Regions from separate parts of the Sus scrofa genome. Here region 2 is linked to region 1. A link is a contact called in public Hi-C data. All regions are on one chromosome and are shown on one strand. Each heading gives the region's core, a stretch centred on a gene start, on an enhancer-like site or on the middle of the called end of the contact. The rest is flanking DNA. Distances are from core to core; before and after follow the strand shown.

The links. Hi-C and Micro-C count contacts between places; a contact is called where the count stands out from the background.
Region 2: a contact with region 1 is called in a Hi-C map of heart right ventricle, with 4 times the contacts expected there. The contact joins two enhancer-like sites. A contact is called at or near these places in 4 of 47 Hi-C or Micro-C datasets (embryonic fibroblasts, heart right ventricle, liver and 1 more) and 1 of 2 datasets of contacts at active chromatin or transcription factors (skeletal muscle).

The regions. Positions count from the first base shown.
Region 1 is chr16:51,529,648-51,535,153 of Sscrofa11.1, reverse strand. No RefSeq gene overlaps it. Among named protein-coding and RNA genes, the nearest start is that of NEURL1B, 49 kb to the left of the region's middle. Within about 2 kb of position 3,868, at least 9 of the 83 cell types and tissues checked have an H3K27ac peak or open chromatin away from gene starts, as enhancers often do.
Region 2 is chr16:51,695,044-51,701,350 of Sscrofa11.1, reverse strand. It overlaps LOC110257280 (a long non-coding RNA gene), which reads right to left. Exons shown (of 7, transcript XR_002339688.1): 2 at 4,210-4,549. Among named protein-coding and RNA genes, the nearest start is that of SH3PXD2B, 35 kb to the left of the region's middle. Within about 2 kb of position 3,155, at least 17 of the 83 cell types and tissues checked have an H3K27ac peak or open chromatin away from gene starts, as enhancers often do.

The sequences.
Region 1 (5,506 bases), core at 2,619-5,118:
GGAGATCCCGGTCTCTGATTGGTCAGACCCAAGACACGTGCTCACCTCCACCCAGTGGCAGCACCTGTGGACCTAGGGCCCGGGGGTTGGAGATGGGGTGGGAGGGAGTGGAGTGGAAGGGTTGGGGGTGCAAAGGGTAGAGGGGGGTGGGAGGTGGGAGAAGGTGGAGGGGGATGAGGGGTAAATCACAGACGCTAGGGGCGAAGTGGAGCCATGAAGGAAAGTTGGGCAGGGAGGAGCAACAGATGTCTAAGAAAAGTTGAACAGGAGTTCCCTTTGTGGCGCAGCGGAAACGAATCCGACTAGGAACCGTGAGGTTACTGGTTCGAGCCCTGTCCTTGCTCAGTGGGTTAAGGATCTGGAATTGCTGTGGCTGTGGTGTCGGTCGGCAGCTGTAGCTCCGATTCGACCCCTAGCCTGGGAACTTCCATATGCTTGCGGGCCTAAAAAGCAAAAAAAAAAAAAAAAAAAAAAAAGAGGTTGAATAAAGCATGAAATAAATACATCCCGAAACAAATACATCCCTGCGTAATAGTGTGGGCTGTGAAGCCAGACAGCCTGATCCTCAACCATCATGTTGGGCCAGATATCTAACTTTTTTTTTTTCTTTTTTTTTTTTCCTCTCTCTTTTTAGGGCCACACTTTTTCCAATGTTTCTATAATGACCAATTATTACTTTTAATTTAAACTTCTTATTTGGAAAAATTTATCTCCCTCCTCTGCAAAAATCAACAGGAACAGCTGGCCCTGGCTGGAATTTGTTAGGAGTTCCCAGGCTGATTGTCTGTGTTTGAGATCCAAATTTAGTCACGGTGTAGATAAGGGCCTGGAAGTTTCTAGTGGAGGCCAGACCAGGCTGACCAGTTTGGTTGGGCTTCCTCCAGGCCAGGCTTTAGGGCCCAGGTTTCTGGGGTGGAACCTTGCAGTGGGGGAGGGGAGAAGTGAAGTTGCTGCCCAGGCCTGTGCCTCCTGTCTTGCTACAACAGCCCAGCTTGGTGACACTGAATCTTAGGAACAGGAAGTTCCTGTTGTAGAGCAGCGGAAATGAACCTGACTAGTATCCGTGAGGATGTGGGTTCAATCCCCAGCCTCGCTCAGTGGGTTGGGGATCTGGTGTTGCCGTGAGTTGTGTAGGTCGCAGGCATGACCTGGATCCCGCATTGCTGTGGCTGTGGCTGTGGCTGTGGCCAGCAGCTACAACTCCAATTTGACCTCTAGCCTGGAAACTTCCATATGTTGCAAATGCCGCCCTAAAGAGCTTAAAAAAAAAAAAAAATGGTAACAGTAAGGTAAGAGAAATGAACAAGGATTTATCAAGAAGAAACCATGATTTTCACACATTCTCTCCATGAATTTTCACAATAATGTTTGTTTCCTCATTTTACAGAGAGGGAACCAGGCTTCTTCCAAGGTAGTAAGATTGCTCCGAAGTAAAGGCAAAATCTCCGGGGGGCACATTTTTCACCCTTTCTCCTAGGTCTCAGTGAGAGGCAGAGTCTGCCCCAGAACCTAGGCTTCTTTCTCTCCTTCTTGGTGTGTTTCCCATGATATTACCCACTACTACTGGGCCAGGAGGTATTTTCATAGGTGCCCTCTGATGACTTAAGACTTTTGTAAGAAAGCAGGGGGGAAAGACCAACTTTATCTTGGCTCTTTTGGTTATAAAGACAAAAACCCAACTAAAGAAAAACCTAACCTAAGTAACAACCCACACAACCAAACAGGTCATGACTGGCTTCAGGAATGGCTGGATCCAGGTGCTCACATGATATTATTAGGCATTTGCCTCTGTCTCTCAGTTCCACTTTCCTCAAGGTTGACATCACTCTTGGACAAGCTCTCCCTTAGCAATCAGGATGGCCTCCAGTGGCTCCTAACTCACATCGTGCCAGCTTAATAAGATTTTTTTAAAGTTTCAGGAAAACTTCCAGGGCTGTCTGTCTTTGCTTTGACTCCACAGAAGAAAAGTTCAATCCCTGAGCCAGTCTCTTTCACATACCTACACCTGATTCAAAACCAGGTATGACACAGCCCTTACCCTCTAGAATCGACTAATCTGGAAAAGGAAGGCAGACCCCAAAACAAACATGTTTAGACCATTGTGGTTCTGAGGTTGACAAATTGAATCCAAGGCATAAAGGCTCTGGATCATTTAGTGATGTAATTTGGGCATCCTTCTTTCTCACGATGTTCAGGCTCTTACTAATGCCTGGGCCATGCTCCCTGGCACCTCATACACATATCTCTTGTGTATTGCTTCAGTGTACAAAGCCTGTGCCCTGATCCTCAGCACCCCTCATGCGGCTAGACTCAGAGGAGTTTTGGCCCAGCATATATGTGGAGAATTCTCTTTCCCTCATTCCCTGGCTTCCCACGGGAAAAAACAATCAATAATAATAATAATAATAATAATAACAAACAGCAAATCATTTAATGACCACTTACTATGTGCTAAGATCATCTATTAAATCCTCATTTTGAAACCTCAGCTTTTGTGGTAGATCCCATCATTAGTTCCATTTGTAGCGAGAAAACCCAAGACTCAGAGAGATTAAGTAACTTTATCCTACGGTGTATGGCCTCTCAAAGCCAAAAGGATTGCTTCTCTTTCTTTCTGGAATTATTTCCCATAATCTAGACCTAGTGATTTTCCAAGGGCAAATGGGCCTGGAACTTATGCACTTGTATTTTCATTGACCCTGCAAACAGGCATTCAGGCGGGTGTTATCCCGCTTTACAGAAAAGGGAAGAGAGGCTCAGAGAGGGAAGTGACCTGCCCGAATCACACAGCTTGTGAGCTGTGGAGCCCAGGGTGTGAACCAGGTCTGACTCCTTCTCCAGCATCACAGTTTGTCTGTGAAGAAATTATCTGGATGGGGAGGAGGAGGAGTGGATAGAGGAAAGAGGAGGAAAAGAAGGAAGAGTGGGAGGGGAGAGAAGATGAGGGGAGGGGTCCAGACTTGGCACCTAGAAGAGCAAGGAGACAAAAGCCATCAAGCAGGGTCCTCGACTTATGTAATATCTATTAGTCCAATTCCAGGGACAGGGAATCTGCCTCTCCCTTCAGGCTCACCTCTCCTGGATCTTGGAAGCTGGTTTTGGCTCCCACACGGGGATGTGGAAAACATGAACTTTCCAGGCATCCAGCTATGGGAACAGAGCCCCAACCTTGGCTGTTAAATGCACCCAGAGGAATCTTCCAGAAGCCCCTGGGGCAGCTGCATCAGAGTGCTTTGGTCCTCTTTCCTAAGCTTCCTCCCTTCCTGGCTCTGACCTGCCCAGATCTAAACCTTTTTCTCTGAATTGAGAGCCTCAGCCACCCCCCAAGCCCCTGCCTCTCCTCAGGGCCCAGGAAAGGCTTCAGCCATCCTCTGAGGAGTCTGGAGGAACCGCTTATGAGCCAGCGAGACAGGCCAGAGTTCACGTCCACACTCTGACCCCAGCAAGTGGGGAAGCTCAGCCTCCCCAAGGTGCCTTCTGGGGGTGCCGTTCATCCTGTGGATGTGTGATGGGGAGGTCCCCTCTCTGCACCTCACTTCCCTGCCTCTAGGTGGGGCTGTAGAGCCAACTCTCTAGGTCCTGAGGAGGCTTCATCCTGGCGTCTCAGCTCCAGCAGGTGCATCCAGGGTGATGGAGTCTAACATAGGGGATGAGAATGCAGGCTCAGAAGACAGACAAGCCTGGGGTTCGAGCTGTGGGGCAAGTTACTGGTCCTCTCTGAGCCTCTGTTTCTGGATCGTTGAGGTGAAAAGATGTTAGCACACTGCCCCCCCCGCTCCCCCGCCACCACTTTGGGTGTCAGGATGAGCCATATGCGGTCCCACTTCCCTCGCTCCTCCCCCTCCTGCCCGACCCAGCTGGGCCAGGGGCTGCCTCTGTCCCCTAGCAGTCCCCTGGGCCTCCCTTCAGGCCCTGTACTGCCTCGAGGAGAGGGGCCTGTGACACCACTAACAGCACCTATGGGTGACCAGCACAGGGTCGCCCAAAGAGTAGAACCTTGGTTTCTACATCTCCCTCCCCCGAGGGTGGAATCTCTGGCATCAGCACACCTCCTACCCGCAAGGAATGAAAGCGAGGGGCGATCAGATGGCGGGGCTCCCGGCCTCGGGCTGGCCCAGGCCCCTCGCCCCTTGCTTATTTTGGCTCCCTGTCAAGAATGCTGGCCTGGGCCTGGGAGGCTGACTGACCTCAGACTCCAGAGGGAAAGTCACACTTTTGCTCAACTCCCCGGAGCAGCCCTGCATTCCAGGAGGGGCGTGGGAAGGGCCAGGCCTCCCCCAGGCGGAGCCCAACAGGGAGCTGCCTGCAGCCCGGCAGTCCATCCCCGCAGTCTTGCTGGCCCACACCCACCTTGGCATCCCCTAGGGAGACCCGCCCCACCATGGAGAGATGGAGACAGGGTCTGGGAGAAGGTGTCCAATGCCACCATGGGACAGAGATGCAGGGAAGTGGGAGTTCCTGTGGTGGTTCAGTGGTAATGGACCAGACTAGGATCCATGAGGATGCAGGTTCTATCCCTGGCCTTGCTCAGTGGGTTAAGGATCCGGTGTTGATGTGAGTTTCAGTGTAGGTCAAAGACGCGGCTCAGATCTGGCATTGCTGTGGCTGTGATGTAGGCCGGCAAGTCTAGAGCCGACTCCAGGGCCATCCCTCTGGCCCCGCCTTGCTGCCTTCCCCCACCCACCCCCAGTTGTTTCAGCTAGAGTTGTTCTTCTCGGAGGTGCCGGTGCTGGGGGCGGCTTCTCTGGGGAGGTCACCCCAAGAGCCAGGCCCTGGAGGGTGGCCAGCGATTGGCCTAGCACTGGCTGCAGAAGAGAGCAGCTTGAGCACAGAGCAGCCTATTGGAGGAGGAGTCCAGGGTGGGGCAAGGGTCCCCAGAGACATTTTCCTTCTGCTGCAACCAGCTTCCCTCCTTTCAAGATGTTCCCATGACTTGCTAGCTGGAGGCTCCTGGGCAGGCTTCCTCCCGCAGGCCTGGCTCGAGAAGGGACAGACGGATGGACAAAGGGCAGTGGAGCAGCCTGGACGGGGGGCAGAAGGGAGGATGGCTGTATGATGCTGGCTGAGGGCTCCAGCCCCTTGGGACCGCCGTCTCCCCATTCCACCATAAGGCAGGGACCTTGGAAGTCCTGAGGTCCAGAGAAGGGGGCTTTCTGAGCTCCTCCTGGGGAGGGAGCAGCTGTTTCCTTCCAGAAGATGGAGCACCATCACCCTCTAGTGGCTTTAGTGAGAGGCAGAAAGATCAAAGCATAAAGAAACTGCTAGGTCAAGTCCAAACACTGGACAGATCTGCTGCCCCCCACCGCCACCCCCCAGCAGACTCTCGGGATGTCACCAGATCACCTGGGAAACCAGACTCCTGTGAATGGCTCTGTGGATCTGAACAAGCTTGAGGAGGGTGTGCTAGGGTGACAGGCTGGGCTGAGGTTACATCTGTGACTGAGATTGGACTGGCGCTGAGGTGGGGGACACAGTGGGGATGGACTGGGGCTGGGACTGGGACACA
Region 2 (6,307 bases), core at 1,906-4,405, 170 kb before region 1:
TCGTGGGGAAAGAGGGACAGAAGAACCCCTAAACCCTGGCTGAGTTTCCAGTTGCCTCACGATCTGGCCACTTCTCAGCCACAGCAGCTCAGGCACGTCATGGTTCCTCCTTGGGCTTCAGTTTCGGTATCTAAAAATGTGACAATCTGCCCTGCTACCTCATAAAGCAGCTGTGAGGATCCAAAAAGGGGGAAGGCTGTGTCACTGGTGCCAGCTGGGGGCGGGGATCTCACGGGAGAGGAAAGAGCCGGACATGCACCGTAGGGGCACCAGCAGGAGCAAGGCATGGAGACGAGAACGCACCGGCTCCTCCCTACAAGCAGGTGGATGCTAATGTTCTAATAATGGCATCCTTTTGTGGAGCTCCTGGCCTGTGCCAGGCTCTATAAGAGGTGCTGGGCCACAGGGACAACAGAAGAGATAGCGCTCTTGGGCACATGGAACCTAGGGATGTGGCTGCAGCTCAAATAATTGGGGATGTGCTCTGAGGGGGGACTCCCAAAGCAGTGAAAGGGACCTGAGCCGGTCTGCAGTCAGGGAAGGCTTCCTCGACGATGTGACCTGAACGGACAGCTGAACGTGGAGGAGGCCCCTGGGCCTGTAGATGGAGGAAGAGCACTCTGAGAAGGGGGGACATGCTGCAAAAGCCCTCCGGCAAGAGGCAGGGGAAAATCAGTGCAGACTGCAGAAGTGTATGCTAAGACGGCTGAGGGACCTCAGCTGCCCCAAGGGACCCATTCGGAAGCAGGGACAATGCTGCCCGTGGACATTCTGCTGTTAGGTCCCCAAGACAAGCCACAGAAGTGGATATTCCTCAAGCTCTCAGAGAGGTTGAGTGCCTTGCCCAAGGGCATTCAGCCTGTAGGACAGCCAAGGGAGGATTCAGATGTAGGCGATTGTGGCAGAGAACACCCCTTGATTGAGAATGGTGAGGATGCTGCTGACAGACATGGATAAGGTCCTCCAGGCACTAGGGAGCCATAGTGGGTTCTTGGTACGCAGGGCGGCCATTTAGTTCCTGTGTCAGAAGGCTCAGGACAGTGTCTGGGGACAACACCATGGCCTGCTATGCCCCATGCCACAATGAGTCATGCTCAGCAGGCAACCTCAGCCCTCTTAAGGCAGTAAGTGATGGTGGCGAAGGAATACGAGTGTAATTGGAGGTTGCTGCTGTGGCCACTTTGGAGCAGGAAGGCCGATTTCCTCCTGTGAGATTGATTCTGGTGGTAAAAATCTGGAAGAAGGACCTAGGTTCTTGTCTTCTTTGAGGGAAGAGTTCAGCAAAGAGACCAAGATTGTGAAAAAGAAGCAAAGCACACGTACAAAACACATGGGTGAGCTTGGAATGAGTTTGTGCAGTGGGGACAGCTTAGGTTGCTTACATAGTGGCAGTTTTCCTGGCCAATCATTTCCGTATTTGGTCCTGGAGTGGGCACGCGTCAGTCAGCCCAGATGGATTCCAGCTGGTGTCTTCTCCCTGCTTTTGTCCTTCCCCTAGACTGAGGGCCTTCTCTGCGCATGTGTCAGGCCAGAAATCCACAAGGACGCACCCACTCCGTGCCCAGTGCTCCTGCTGGTATCCCATCTCCAACCATTGGCAGGAGACCAGCTGCAGGTGCTCAGCCTGGGGCCAATAAATCTCCTACCTTGAGAGGTCTGTTCGGGGGGAGTGAGGCCACAGAGAGGGGCGCAGGTTTCTGAGAATCTGCTCTGTACCAAGCCAGCACATCCCCTGTGCGCTGGAAGGGAGGTGACAAGAGGTCCTGGGGGTCTCCTGACTTGGCATTGGATAACCCAGCCTCGGGACAGGAAGGAGCAGGAGGTGCAGCTGAGATGGGCCCACGGGTGAAAGTGGGTCTTTAACACTTTTGCTTGTTGCTACATTCACTGTATAAATAACTTCTATTTATGGCAAGTGTGCCTGGCTTCCTTTTTAAGGGAGTGATAGGAAGTGAGTTTCAATAAGTTTCCAATAAATCTATTTGAGTAATACCTTCTGATCCATTCAAAGAAAAAACCATTAGTGCAAAATGCAGGGAGCTAAAGGTGTGCTAAACTCTGGCCACAGAGGAGTGGGGGAGGTCCGGATCACCTCCTGGGATCCTCGTGAAAGCTCTGGAGTGGGAGCTGTTACCCCCATTTTATAGCTGGGAAAGCTGAGCCCTGAGAAACGGACTTTCCCTCGGCCCCCCAATGGCAAGGGCTGAGCCCATTCTGGAACTTGGGTGTCTCCTCACATGCGACCTAACTCACTCAACTCCCAGATTCAGAACGTCTGGGTTGAAAAAGCCATCCCACCTCTTCAGGTAGCTCCTTGGCAGTTCAGCGCTCTCGTGATGACAGGGGTTTTCATCCCGGCCCTGGCTCCACCATTTTCTAGCCTGTGGCCGAGGGCAAGTGCCTAACTTTCTCTGAGCCTGGTTACTCATCTCTAAAGTGGGGACGTTGCTGGTAGCTCAAAGGACTGTTACAAGGATTTAATGAGGTGATGTCTGTCATTGTTCCCAACCTGAAAGTGAGACAATAGACCCCAGAACCCTAAAGCTACCCGTCCAAGTTCTGACAGGTGGAAAGGGGAGGAGCCAGGTATGAATACAGGTCGATCAGACTCCCAAACTGCTGGTTTTAAGGATCCCGTGGTGCTGCCTCCCTTCTACCGAAAGCCACCCTGTGCCCACGTTGGAAGAGCTAAAGGGTCTACAGTGGATTAAAAAGACACCTGAATGACAAGCCCATAGGGAAAGGGCTCACTTTCCTTCCGGCAGGAGCCCATGGACTCTGTCAGGATCCCCAGAAGCATGCAGGGTCCGGAGGGAGGGAGGGCGCTTTCCTGTGGGAAAGTGTAGGGCGTTTCCACTTATAGCCTGATAATTGGGCCCCGTGAGGTCCAGAGCACAGATGATGTCATGCAGCCTCTGTGGCCTTCGGGGCTTAGGAAGCCTCTGGGGAAAACAGGGTGGGGGAGGAAGGGCTAGAGTGCAGAGAATCTGGAAGGAATGACAGATGAAAACAGGAATCGGAGTTTTGGACATTGGACTGCGGTGAGGGAGCCTGAGAGCAGCTGTAGTGGGAGGTGGGGCAGCAGAGGCCCACGCTGGGGGCAGGGTGACAGGATGAGCCCGTGGTGTTGAGTGGATGGGTGGCTTTAGTGCAATGGCGAGGAGTGGAGAGAGATTCCAGGGAAGCAGCTGAGTTCAGGGCTCCTGTGCTCTGCGACACTGGACAGAGTTCAGTTCAAATCCCAGTTGTCATTTATCAGCTGTGTGATTTGGGGCAAATACGTGACCTCTCTGAACCTCTATGAGGCAGACACTGTCAATCACCAACCAGGGAGCCATTTCCTAGACCATCCCAGCTAGGAAACCCCGATCCTCCTCAGGGTGGCAATGCGCTCAGCCCAGGGGCCTCTGTATCCCAGCTGCCTGCACAGTGAGGGGTGGCCGAGCCCAGGGCCTCAGTCTCCTGGTCCTGAAAGGAAGATGACTAGAGCCTCTTTGCAGGGCTTGGAGGAGGAGTTCAAGGGATGCAAAAGCACCTGGCTCGGTACATGCTTTTGAACACTGCTGAGGGTGAAGCAGGCTTCTCTCCCCCTCGCCCTGGATGGTGGGTCTGAATTCTCATCTCTAGCATTTCTGGCTCTAACTTCTCTGATGTCCACTCGGCAGTCCCTGTTGCCCCAAATGCAACAAACCCATCCTTCTCCCTTCCCCCAGCCATCCCAGCCCTTCCCAGCCTCCCCATGGCTATGTCACCTTTCGTGGGCTCTAGAGCCAGCTATCTGTCTAGATCTGAGTCTCAGCCCGTTTCGTCTAGCTGTATGACTTTGCAAATTACCCAGCATGGATGGTAAAACCTCCTACAATTGCCTTGAGGGTACAAATAAGTAATTCGTGCCCAGTGCCTAGCACAGAGTGAGCACTTTTCTGTGTTGTCCTGTCCCTGTTGTCCTGTGTTGTCCCTGGGGGCGGAAGGCTGACCCCTTGGCTTGGCCCACCACATGCCACCTCTTTCCCCAGCCCCAGCGCTGGGACCCCATCGCACACTGGGTCCCATTTCTCATATCTCTATGCCTTTGCGCTGGCTGGTCCTCTGCCTGGAATATTCTGCTGTCCGTTTGCCTGCCCTTCTTTCTTCACTTGGCCAATTCTGCTTTAGCCTTTAAAACAAATTACTTATGTCACCTTCCCCAAGGAGCTGTCCCTTGCTCACCCCTGGGCTTCCATGGCCTTCTGTATCCTGACTTCAGAGGCATTTCCAAGGTCTTATCATTGTCTGTGTTTCTTTCTCCATAGTTGCTGGTCATAGTGGCTGCATGATCTGGGTCCCCAAGGCCTGGCTCCAGGAGTCTCACGCCAACTGTTCCCACGCAACTTCCACCATGGAAATCCCCACAGGGGTCCAGCTCACAATACCAACAGCTAACACTTGTTTAGCATTTGCTCCATCAAGTCTCACACATGGGGAGAAGTCTTACACTTTCTCTCACGTCGGCTATGACAGCTGGCATGGTTACTTTCGTGTGTCCACTTGACCAGGCTGTGACGTTCACCTGTTGGGCAAACATTAACTAGATGTTGCTATGAAGGTATTCTGTAGATGAGTCAACCTACAATAGGTTGACTTTAAGAAAAGAGTACCCTCCCTACTGCAGGTGGGCCTCATCTAACCAGTTGAGGGCCTTAAGAGCAAAAACCAAGGTTTCTCAAAGCAGGAATTCTGCCTCAAGACTCTACAGAAAATCCTGCCTGAGTTTCCAACCTGTTGGCCTTCCTTACAGATTGGACTTACCAGCTCCCAAATCAAATGAGCCAATTCCATAAAGTAAATTCCTCTTATGTACACATACATACATACATATATATATGGCATGTATATAAGAATATTATATATATATATCATGTATGTAAGAACATTATATATATTTATAACTCTGGTTCTCCTTTCTTGAAGAACCATGACCAATACAATTATCATCCCTATTTTACAGATGGGGAAGCTGAGGCTCAGAGAGATTAAGTCTTACGATAAATGTCATATACCAGCTTGGTGGCAGGGCCAGAACTGGAGCCCAGGCAGCCTCTCCAGGACCAACAACATTCTGGACCACCCAGCTAATGCTGGGATCCAGGGTCTCGTTCTTCTCCAGACATTTCCCAGTGCCTGGGGCCAGCTTCCTGAGCCAAGGGAATCAGTGAATAGGCCTCTTCCTGTGGAGCCAGGATATTTTACAACTCTTCTCTAAACTGTGTTTCCCAAAGAGATGTAGTTCTCACACCTAAGTTCTCTAGGAAAAAAAAAAGAAAAAGAAAGAAAGGGAAGACCTAGGAACAATCCATTCCTTCCAATTCCTGGCTATGTGACCTTGGGCAAGTACCTTCCCCTCTCTGGGCTTCAGTTCAACCTAAAATTCCCTTAATAGGCACTGGTCAGATACATTCTGATACCTCCAGACAGTGGGATAAAGTCAGGAGATTCTCTGTCTGTGGATACAGAAAAATCTTCAAGATGAATTGTAGGTTGAAAAGAACAAAGTGTTGGCAGCACGACATAGATGTTCTACTTTGTATAAGAAGAGTTTAAGAATATGTTCTTGTATTTATCTAAATAAATTGGAGAGATACACCACAAACTATCAAATATGATTCCTTTTTTTTTCAGAGCTTAGGTATGTTTATTCCCATACAAATCATCACAAAACCAAGTCCAGGGGAGTGGCCGTCCCGTCCCCGCCCCAATGTGCAATGGCTCACTGCTGGCCTCCTCCTCCTCCACCTGACCCCTCCCATTCCATGGCCTCCACCAGGAAGCCCTCTAGTCTTTCCTTCAAGACTTCAGAGAGCAGAGTAGAGAAACCCACCCCACTGAGGCGCAGCAATAAAGTGCCTGGTGTAGATCAAATATGATTCCTTGAGGGAGGGAATAGATAGAAATACAGATGGGATGAGATTTCTCATTTTTTCAAAAAAGAACAATAATTATAAAATGGACATAAGAGAGTATTTCCTTTAAAAAGAGAGTATTTCCTTTAAAAAGTTGTAGTTAGGATTAACTTTAAAAATATGTGTAGGAGTTCCCATCGTGGCTCAGTGGAAACAAATCTGACTAGAATCCATGAGGATGCAGGGTCAACCCCTGGCCTTGCTTAGTGGGTTAAGGAGCCGGTGGTGCCGTGAGCTGTGGTGTAGGCTTGGATCCGGCGTGGCTGTGGCTGTGGCGTAGGCTGGCAGCTGTAGCTCTGATTTGACCCCTAGCCTGAGAACCTCCACATTCCATGAGTGCAGCCCTAAAAAGACAAATAAAATAAAAT